Regions from separate parts of the Sus scrofa genome. Here region 1 is linked to region 2. Evidence: chromatin contacts called from public promoter capture Hi-C data. All regions are on one chromosome and are shown on one strand. Each heading gives the region's core, a stretch centred on a gene start, on an enhancer-like site or on the middle of the called end of the contact. The rest is flanking DNA. Distances are from core to core; before and after follow the strand shown. Region 1 holds the start of LOC110255906 (collagen alpha-2(V) chain-like). Region 2 holds the start of SLC16A13 (monocarboxylate transporter 13).

The links. Promoter capture Hi-C pulls out the DNA fragments that hold promoters and counts their contacts.
Region 1: a contact with region 2 is called in a promoter capture Hi-C map of liver, with 2.7 times the contacts expected there. The contact joins the promoter of LOC110255906 here to the promoter of SLC16A13 in region 2. A contact is called at or near these places in 1 of 5 promoter capture datasets (liver) and 1 of 2 datasets of contacts at active chromatin or transcription factors (alveolar macrophages).

Annotation. Positions count from the first base shown.
Region 1 is chr12:53,090,358-53,095,385 of Sscrofa11.1, forward strand. It overlaps LOC110255906 (collagen alpha-2(V) chain-like), which reads right to left and starts at 1,301. Exons shown (of 4, transcript XM_021066316.1): 1 at 1,132-1,301. The coding sequence starts at 1,301. It overlaps KDM6B (lysine-specific demethylase 6B), which reads left to right. Exons shown (of 26, transcript XM_021067833.1): 2 at 3,647-3,763; 3 at 4,364-5,028.
Region 2 is chr12:52,434,087-52,439,410 of Sscrofa11.1, forward strand. SLC16A13 (monocarboxylate transporter 13) reads left to right here and starts at 1,433. Exons shown (of 4, transcript XM_003131926.4): 1 at 1,433-2,124; 2 at 2,273-2,416; 3 at 3,010-3,747; 4 at 4,723-5,324. The coding sequence starts at 1,926. The coding sequence ends at 4,904. It overlaps SLC16A11 (monocarboxylate transporter 11), which reads right to left. Exons shown (of 6, transcript XM_005669186.3): 5 at 1,232-5,324; 6 at 521-930.

The DNA.
Region 1 (5,028 bases), core at 51-2,550, 660 kb after region 2:
CTGTATTAGATTGTATTAGGAAAGTCAGGGCCTTTATTCTGTGTCGGTGGGTAGATCTCACTCTTGAAGGAAGGGGACTCACTTGATAGCTATGGTTTCCCCTTCTCTGTTAAGTCCTGGGGTTGGTTATGGTATTGGATACTGGTTTCTCTTATTGTATACCTTAGAATTCGGGCTGTCAGATCAGACCTGGATTCCATTCCTAGCTCTGCCACTTCGTGGCTATAAGTACTTGGAAAGGTGACCACCTCTCGGAGCCTCATAGTCTTCATCTGGAAAATTTAAATATCAATACCTACCTTCTAGGCTGTTGACTGGGAAAAACAAAATTATTTATGCAAAGCATTTAGCACAGTCCCTGGCACAGAATGAACACTGAATGAACGCTTGTTATGAAATGCTTGTTCTTGTTAAATGTTGTTAGTTATTATTTTACTATTATGGTTGGTAAGCCTGCTTCCAACTGACCATGATCTTAGGAATGGAGAGTTTGTGTTAATTTGGTAGGTGGGGGGAGAGGGGTTTGGGGATTAGCTTCCACTGCATTGTGCACTTTATTTGATGAGGGCTTTAGTCAGATTTGTATTGCTTTCTTTGGGATTATTTTTTCCCCCCCTTCTTGAAGAAGAGACAGCTCAGACTATTCCTCTGGCTGTGAAAATAAAATAATTGTATTGTGGTTCTCGATTTTTGAGCAAGACCCCAATCCCCTCCCATGTTCTCTGGAGCCTTTCAATTTTGCAGAGGGACTCCACGGTTTCCTTTGCGGGGACAGGGCTGGCCGAGGGGTGTGTAAAAGGCTCGGGTGGGTGGGTAGAGAGACCAGTGCTGGGGGCTGGGGGGGGGGCGGGTAGTTGAAGGAAGAGACCGGAAGGGAGGAGGAGGGAGCCTGCTGGTGGGGAGGGAGGGAGGGGAGGAGGAGGTGGAGGAGGAGGAGGAGGAGGAGGAGGAGGGAGGGGGTTGGGGAGAGCCTGCTACAGTTCTTTGTTTGACTCCGGGACTCAGGGACGGGGAGGAGGAGGGAGGGAGGCAGAGGCTGCAAGCGCCGGGGCAGGCCCAGGAGGCAGAGGAGGGACCGTCTCCCCCGCCCCCCCAGCCCCCACTCCCCCCCTGCTGCTCCCCCCTCCCTACCCGGACTCCGGGGGCACCGCCGGGGGACAGACACCCAGCAGGTAACCCCGGCCTGGCTCGCCCTCCCTTCTCGGATTTTCCTCCACACCCTCCCGGCTGACCCCTTTCCCCGGTTCCGTCTCCCCGTCGCCCCCGGCCTTGCCGCTTTCCCCCGGCCCTCCTCGTTCCATCTCCCCCACTTGGGCTGGTCACCCGCCGGCCGCGCCGCCGTCTCGTGCAGCCTGACTCCCTTCCCGTCGCCCGACAGCCTGTGCGTCCCAGGTCTGCCCGCGGCACCTTTCGGGGCTCTGTCTCGCTGCTTCTCCTGGCTTTGCTTTCCTTCCGACCTGTCCCCTGGGGCTCTGAGGAAGGAGGGAGTCCCTGTCCTTTTCTCGCTCCCCCAGTTCCCCGCCCCCCAACTCTGGCCCCCTTTCTCCTCTAGCAGTCTCTAGGGGTGGGGAGAGAACCGGAATTTGGGGGGCCCTCTGGAGGGGCAAGGGGCTGTGTGTCGTGGGGGAAAGGGGCTGCGAGTGTACGCGGGGTGGGGGCGGGGGCGGTTAGGGACCCGGCTGCCTCTCTGTTGTCCCTTTAAATGGCCCTCACATTTCTGGGGACTCGTGGGGGGGAGGTGGCAAGCTGCCTGCCTGGGGGGCAGGGCCCTCAGTTCATCCACACCATCAGGGGTGGTAATGATTTAAAGGGACAGCCTCGGTGTGGCCGCTGCCACCCTGCGCCAGCGGGAGGGGGAGCCGAGCCGGCAGACCATGTCTGGGGAGGCTTGGCCGGTGAGCAGGGCATTTGAGGCTGAATCTTTTGCGAGGCCTGCCAGGTCTGGGATCGGGCTGCAGCTGGGACCTGCAAGGAGGGCTGACAGCCTGCCTGGGGGGGCACTCAGCGTGGGCCTTCTCCAGGGCCCCACCTTTGGGTTCATGGAGTCCTTGGCCAAGAATCCATGAGTCTAAACTACAGAGCCTGTTGGCCACCAGGTGGGGGCCACTGGCAGGTCTGTGGGTCAGCAGCCTGGCCTGGGCACACTGGAGCTGGCCCTTCAGCTTTTCCTTTTGTTGTTTGGCTCTGTGCACAAGAAAGCCGCGGCCCCTCCCCCAGCTCCCCCTTCCCGTCCACATGCCCCCCCCCACCACACACACCCACCCCAGCTGTTGGACAGATGAATTACAGCCTCCGGCTTGGGGCCAGAGCTGGTGAGGGATTAAAGCTCTGGGGCTGGCCCTTTAAACGGCTGTTGGCCCCTCCCCCACTCTGGTGTCCAGACACCCCATACACACCCCGCTGACCCCCTCGGCTGCCCCTCACTCCTCCTCTTAGTCTGTCCTAAGGCCTGCCACTCCCCTCTCTGTAGGCTAGACCCTCCCCAGCTTCCCTTTCTCCCTCAACACAACCACATATACAAATGCTACAGACTACACACACATAGACTCTCGCTCACTCACTCCCTGGTCTCACATTCTGAGCGTCCCTGTCCTGGAGGGATCCAGCCTCAAGCTCCCTTCTCCAGCAGAAGGAACTTGCCTGCCTGGCCTCTCTAGCCTGCAGCTGACCACTACTCTGGCCAGGTGAGGGGCCTTGCTTGGGTCAGAAATAGCACCTCCCCCCGGGGGCAGTGTCATCAGCAGCCAAGGCAGCTTGCAGCACATTGCATCATGGAGGTTGGGGGCTGGGGGCCTGAGTCTCTAGGGGCAGGGGGAAGGATGGGGGCTGGAAGGCCGGAAGTGGAGAGGCTAGACTGGGACCCAAGTGTCTGGGTCCTTAAGGGTAGAGAACTATGGCTAAGAGAGCAGAAAACATAGGTCCCTGAGGAGTGAGTTTGAGGTGAGGGCAGACTTAGGTCTGACCCCTGCATGGACACCTGGTTCTTGTGTCTCAGAGTTAGGAGGGGAGGGAGTGGGCCCCTATCACCTTCTTGGGCCACACAGAGGAAGGATGTGATGGGGAAACAGGATATGGCCTTGAGGGGTGGATGGAAGGGAGGCTTGCAGCAGAGGCCACTTCCAAACCCAGGCCCAGAGTCATAGGAGGAAGGTTTCTCCCTGCTGGGCCCGTTCATCTCGTCTGGCCACCTGTGCTCTCACCAAGATCTGCCTGCACCCGCCTGGGGGAAGGAGAGGGGGCAGAGTCCACAGGGTGGGGTTGACTGGTGTCTTGATAAGGTTAGGGAGGCAGCAGAGCTGAAGAAATAGTTTCTGTGAGCCTGAAGCCAGGACTGAAGCTGATTTGGGTGTAGGTATCAGGCAGTTGGGGCTACTCTGAGACCAGGGACTCTCAGCAGGAGGGTCCAGTCAGAAGAGGAATCATGGGTTGGGTGTCCACTGTTGACTTATCACAGATGCTATAGCATGCTCCCCTCCCTCTGTGGTCTAGGCTGCTTCCTAAAAGGAAAGCCTGGAGGACCACTTTCCAGTGGCTTTTCCTGGTTGCCATGGAAACAGATTCTCCCATCCCCTCTGACTGTCAGTAATGGGACAGGAAAATTCTCCAGCATCAGGGATCCCACCTTTAATCGGCTTTTTTCTTTTAGGTTCCCCCAGGCACCATGCCGGCCCGGTAGTACACCCACCTCTACCCGCTGTGGTCTGCTGCACCCCGCTGTTGGGGCATTGGTTCCAATGAGACAGGGCACACCAAACTCCATCTGGTAAGTCCTGCCCCTGAGCAGTGCAGCCTGCCTCCCCAGCAGTCCAGTGCTGCACCACATGCATGAAGGATTGGTATGATCTAGATCATGCCCACTCCTCAGAATGGTCCAGTCCAACTCTGAGCATCCCCACCATGTGGTTTTTGAGTGGTTCAGCCTTTTCTGGTTTATGGATCTCCCTTCTGTTGCCTGTGAATGGTTCATCCCTGTACTTCACCAACCTCTCAACTACCATCAAGGAACCCTCCCCCCCCCAGCCCCCCGCTCAGTGCTACAACTCAGTTGCTTATTGAGTTGAATTAGCTAGGGTTTACAAGCTGGAAAGTTGAGATGTGGTACCCTGGAGGGATTTTTTTCCTAGAATGGGCAGGGCTTTGCCCCATAAGAGTGGTCGAACAGCCTGGCTTATGGAGGGTGATTGGAAACTGATTTGGAGAGATATTGGCAGCCATTGTCACAAAAACCTGCCGTTGCCCTGGCAATCTTGGCATCCCACCTCTCCTTCTAGATCCCTTTCTGTTCCTTTCTCTCCCTACTGCACGACAGCATTTGCCCCCTAATCCCAAATCTTACTCCAGTTTCCCTCTCTCCTTCTGCCAGTTCTCTGCCGGTGGCCCTGCTTCATCCCATCTGCCATTCTTCAGAAAAGGAGAAAAGATGATACCTAAGCCAGGGACTTAAGTTCTCTGGATGTGTGTTGCTCTTCTCCACTACTCATAAGTTTTGAGTGGGACTGTTTTATTCTATGTATCTCTCACTATTTGGCAAGATGGTTTGCGCATTGGGGTGCCTCAGTGAAATTGCGCTGAATGAATGTGTTAACTGAATGAGCTTCACGGCCAAGAAACTGATGGCTCCTGAGGTCTGCTGCATAGCCTCCTACCCACACCTTCTCTAGAGGACAGGAGACTTTTGGGGTGGTAATGTGGGGTAGAGGTGAGGGGCAGGCTGACCCAAGAAATGTCCTGTGAGGATAAAACCAACAGAGAGTAGGACAGAGGCATTATATAAGAATGTTAAGAATAAGGCTCTGGAAAGAAACCTAGCTATTCCTCTCTCTTGCAGAATGACCTTGACCAAGTTACATAAGCTCTCTGAGCCTCAACTTCCCCACCTGTAAAATGGGGCAATCTAAGTACCGCCTACATCAGCTTCTGGAGGGGAGTTTGAAAAATGTACATGAAGTGCTTATTAACACAGTACCTGGCATGTAATAAGCATTCACTAAATGGTAGCAGTGATCACAATGGGAGCCACAGGGAGCT
Region 2 (5,324 bases), core at 183-2,682:
TGCCTTTTAGCATAGAGTTTTTTGCTTTTGGGGTTTTTTCTTTTGTCTTTTTGCCTTTTCTAGAGCCACTCCCACGGCGTATGGAGGTTCCCAGGCTAGGGGTCGAATTGGAGCTACAGCTGCCAGCCTACACCACAGCCACAGCAATGCCAGATCCTTAACCCACTGAGCGAGGCCAGGGATCAAACCCGCAACCTCATGGTTCCTAGCTGGATTCATGAACCACTGAGCTACGACGGGAACTCCGATAGCATATAGATTTTCTAATTCAACTCCCCTGCCAATCCTAAAAGTAGGTACTATTATTAGCTTCAATTTACAACTAGGGAAACCAGCTGAGAGGTTCAAGATCTTGGTCAAGTTAACAAGTGATCAAGCCCGGACTGAAACTCTGATTTGATTCTAAAGACTGTGCCCTTAGGCACGATCATACAGCCACACCAATTTCCACATCTTTGATGCAGTCCCCACCAGCCAAAGTTCTGACCCCACTCCCCCCTCCCCCCAAAAAAAGAGCATCTGGGGCATGATTATTTTTATTTCCCACATATAAAGATTCAATACGCTTTTGAAAAGTACCCAGCCTCCCTCCTCATCCCAGCCCACTTGTCCGGTATGAACACTTGAGCTCACATTTCAAGGTCAGTGTCCTAAAGATCTTGAAGCCGAGCCCTATAGCGCTGTGTAAGACTGGAGAAATTGGGTGCTGGTGGGGTAGAAGGGGCTTATTGCTCCAGTGGTGGTCACAGCTTGTCTCTTTAGTCTATCCCACCATGAGATCAAAAATTGTGGTCAGGAAGTGCTTGTTACTAGAGTGCAGAGGAAAAGTTTCCAGCCCCACTGAAGAAGGGTGCTTGGTGGGGCTCCAGTGAGCTCAGAGCTGCACTTCCTCTCCCCAGTTATTTTTGGTCTCCGTGACCTGTAGGTTTCCTGTTAGTGGGAACAGGGAACAGGAACGAGTTCCTATTACAGAAATCAGCGCAGGAGTCCAACAGCCCATTCCCTTGCCTCCTTCCTTGGTCTTTGAATCCCTCGGGGATCTAGCCGGCTAGATTCTAGTGGCCTCAGGTGCTTGGCCAGATACTTTGTTTAGTCTTATCTCAGAATCCCTCGGAACCCCCTCCCCCACCCACCCCCGCCCCACCTTTCAACTCCTGGGTCCCTCATTAAGCAGGTACGTTATCTTCTCCTGAAGTAGTTCACCCACCGCCAACCCCCAGGGACTCCTTACGTGCACGTCTCCGTGCTGAAATCTGGTCGAATTAGCCCGCTAGGTAGACAGGAGACCGAAGGAGCCTCCTCGTAGGCTCCTGGGTCACGCGGGGTCCGCTGACTTGGTCCCGGAAAGTCCCCGCCTCACGCATGCGCCGGGCTCGTTGCCCCTGCAAGGAACGGGCTCTAAACCCCGCCCCGCCCCTCTGGCCCCGCCCCTCGCCGAGGAGTTCCGCGTTTTCATTGGTGAGCTGCAGACGGGGATGTCGGCCGGGCTGGCCAGGTGCTGACCCTTCCGATGATAAGATTGATGATCCACCCGGAGGCTGGCGCCCCAGGGGTGGGGCTCAAAGCCAGTGCTGCCCCCGCCCCCGGGCTCCTAGACCGAATGGCCGCCCCTGCCTCCGTCTGTCCCACCCGGGCCCGGACTCTCGACTACCGCCAGCGTAGCCACGCCCCCTGGCGCTGAACGCGGGGGGCCAGCGAGGGCCTGGTCACCCCACCTATATCGCTCCCCCACTAAGGAAAAGGCGCAGGCGCCTCACGCAGCCTCTCTGCATCTTTCAAGCCCTCGTAGGTGCTTTCCTCGCTACCATCCTCTCCGCCCCCGCGCGGTCCGGAGCCGGCCGGCTGGGTGGCCAGGTGGGTGGGCGCAACCTCCTGAGCCCTGCTCCCGAAGGTCTCTTGGTGGCGGCTGCCCTGTTGCCTCCCTGATGGCACATAGGGCTGAGCCCCCCGACGGGGGCTGGGGATGGATGGTGGTGCTCTCAGCGTTCTTCCAGTCGGCGCTGGTGTTCGGGGTGCTCCGCTCCTTCGGCGTCTTCTTTGTGGAGTTTGTGGCGGCGTTTGAGGAGCAGGCGGCGCGAGTCTCCTGGATCGCTTCCATAGGAATCGCGGTGCAGCAGTTCGGGAGTGAGTGCTGCGCCTGGGTCCAGAGTCCTGCGACCCTTGACCCTCGGAAGGGAGGCGGGGGTGGGGGGAGACAGTCAAGGAGATGGGGCGGGTGGTTGCTGGGGAAGGACGCCTGGGCGCTTCCCCCAGAACCTTTCCTCTTCTCCAGGCCCAGTGGGCAGTGCCCTGAGCACGAAGTTCGGACCCAGGCCTGTGGTGATGGCTGGAGGCATCTTGGCTGCATTAGGGATGCTGCTCGCCTCCTTTGCTACCTCTTTGACCCACCTGTACCTGAGTATTGGGCTGCTCTCAGGTGAGACCCTGGGCAAGGGCCGGAGAGTCAAAAGCCTGAGTCTTTGGCCTCTGGACTTTTTACCTTCTTCTGGCTGCTTTGAAAGGCTTAGGGAGAAGCCGAGGGAAAGGTTTGGCTGGCGCCTGGGCCCTGAGGGGCTTCTTAAAGAGAGGTGACTAAAGTGAGAAACCGGTTAGGGAAGATCAGGAAACTCAAAGACGATGAATCCAGAAAGTACAAGCCCAGGGCTAGTGGGACTGGAGTTACTGTGAAGTGGCGGCAGGGACTTTTCATTATCCTATTTACAGATGAGCTTATGCTACTCGCAAATGAAGCACATGCAGCCAGAAACGGGAGAGCCCAGGTCTAACTCCAAAGGTCTGTGGTACTTTGCAAACATTATCTCTAAGCCTCCAGAGTCTCATAAAATATATAAGCCCTGTTTTGCAATGAGACTGAAGGTGGGAGGTGAACTGCACAAGGTCACACAGCTAGAAAGCATGGAGCTAGGACCGTAACTCAGGCCTGTGCCGCATTCAGGCAGTGGTGGGAGGATGACTGGGTGCCCTGAGCTCCCTAAGAGTCCCTCAACCCCCATTTCTTCCTTTTGACAGGATCTGGCTGGGCCTTGACCTTCACTCCAACCCTGGCCTGCCTGTCCCGTTACTTCTCTCGCCGGCGGTCCCTGGCCACCGGGCTGGCGCTGACGGGCGTGGGCCTGTCCTCCTTTGCTTTTGCCCCACTCTTCCAATGGCTGCTCAGCCACTATGCCTGGCGGGGGGCCCTACTGCTGGTGTCTGCCCTCTCCCTCCACTTGGTGGCCTGTGGTGCTCTGCTCCGCCCACTCTCCCTGGCTGAGGACCCTGCTGTGGGTGGCCCCGGGGCCCAGCTCACCTGCCTCCTCCATCACGGCCCCTTCCTCCGTTACACTGTGGCCCTGACCCTGATCAACACGGGCTACTTCATCCCTTATGTGCACCTGGTGGCCCATCTCCGGGACCTGGATTGGGACGCACTTCCTGCTGCCTTCCTACTCTCGGTGGCTGCTATTTCTGACCTTGTGGGGCGAGTGGCTTCTGGGTGTCTAGGGGATGCAGTCCCAGGGCCTGTGGCAAGACTCCTGATGCTCTGGACCACCCTGACGGGGGTGATACTCGCCCTGTTCCCTGTGGCTCAGGCTCCCACAGCCTTGGTGGCTCTGTCTGTGGCCTATGGCTTCACATCAGGGGCTCTGACCCCAGTGGCCTTCTCCGTGCTGCCTGAACTGGTGGGGACCGGAAGGATATACTGTGGCCTGGGACTGGTGCAGATGGTAGAGAGCATCGGGGGGCTGCTGGGGGCCCCTCTGTCAGGTAAGGGGAAGGGGGGCGTCCCGGGGCCATGGCTGCCGTGTCAGCCCATTCAGGGAGGGAATTTACTGTAGGATGTGTGTGCCTATTGCCCCCTGCTGTGCTACAGTGCACAGCCCACGTGGTCAACCAGAACAGCCCTGAAACGGGTCCAAGGAGCAAAGAAACGGGGGCAGTGGAAAGGTGAAGGGAAGCCATGTGGCACACTTGGCCAGGTACCTCCAGCTTGGGCTTTCAGACGACCTGGCCAGACCGAGCATACCGCTGTCTGCCTTCTCTCCTGGCCCACTGGGCCCCAGGCCAGGGGTCTGAGCCATCTGGTTAAAGTTCTCCAGGCTCCAGATGCCAGAACCTTCAGATCCGTAACGTTTATTTTCCTCTTCACCATTAACTGAAGTCCTGGAGGTCCCGTTGTGGCGCCGCGGAAACGAATCTGACCAGGAACCATGAGGTTGCGGGTTCGATCCCTGGCCTCGCTCAGTGGGTTAAGGATCCGGCGTTGCTGTGAGCTGTGGTGTAGGTCGCGGACACAGCTTGGATCCAGCGTTGTTGTGGCTGTGGTGTAGGCCGGCAGCAGTAGCTCCAATTCAACCCCTGGCCTGGGAACTTTCATAGGCCGCGAGTGAGGCCCTAAAAAGCAAAAAACAAACCAAAAAAACCCCTATGAAGTGAAGGCATGGTAGCGAGGGTCCCAGTTATTGGGAAGAAAGGCACAGGCGTGCCTGACTCCATCTGGATCCCCAGGCCCCCACTGGCTGGTGCAGAGATGCTTTCAGAAGGCAGGAAGGCGGCTGAAAATAACTTTTCAGGCCCCTTGGAAAGCCCAGTCCTCAAGTTCACCCAGTTGTATCTTGAGAGTCCTCACTCTTCCAAGATGATCAGCCAGGGATGATTTTCTTCCCTCCTCCCCCAAGTGTGTCTGAGCTCGCGGCCCCGGAAACAGATCACCCATGTGTATTCTTTTTCTCTTGAACCTAGGCTACCTCCGGGATGTGACAGGCAACTACACAGCTTCTTTTGTGGTGGCGGGGGCCTTCCTTCTTGCAGGGAGTGGCGTTCTCATCACTCTGCCCCACTTCTTCTGCTTCTCAGCTCCTACCTCCAAGGCCCAGGACCCTGTAACAGAGGTGCTGCCCAAGGAGGGCCTGGGAGAGGACTGAACGCCAAGACGGGGAGAGTCAGACCCCGAAAGCCAGAGGTTGGCGGCTCCCGGTGTTCGCCTGCCCCACCTTGGCACCCACAGACCACAGTGCCTTAGCATCAAGATCCGCCTCCCGCCAGAGCAGGCTTGGGGCTCCTGGGATGGCTGTGCCCACCCTTTGTATTCCGTGGAGGGTTCTTACCTCTTCTTTGCTCCTGTGACCTGTTCTGAAGGATCAGGAGTTCAGCCTGCTCCAGACAGCTGACCACAGAGTGTGGAAATCAAAGGCCAAGAGACTTACCCTGTTTCACGTGATCTCCTAGTGTTGCCTCCTAAGTTTCTTCCCTGAAGACAGATCTTTGGGGAAGAGGGATGTCCCTTTGAGATTCAACTGATGAAGAAAACTGGATGATCATCAGAACCTCAAAAAGAGCCGGGG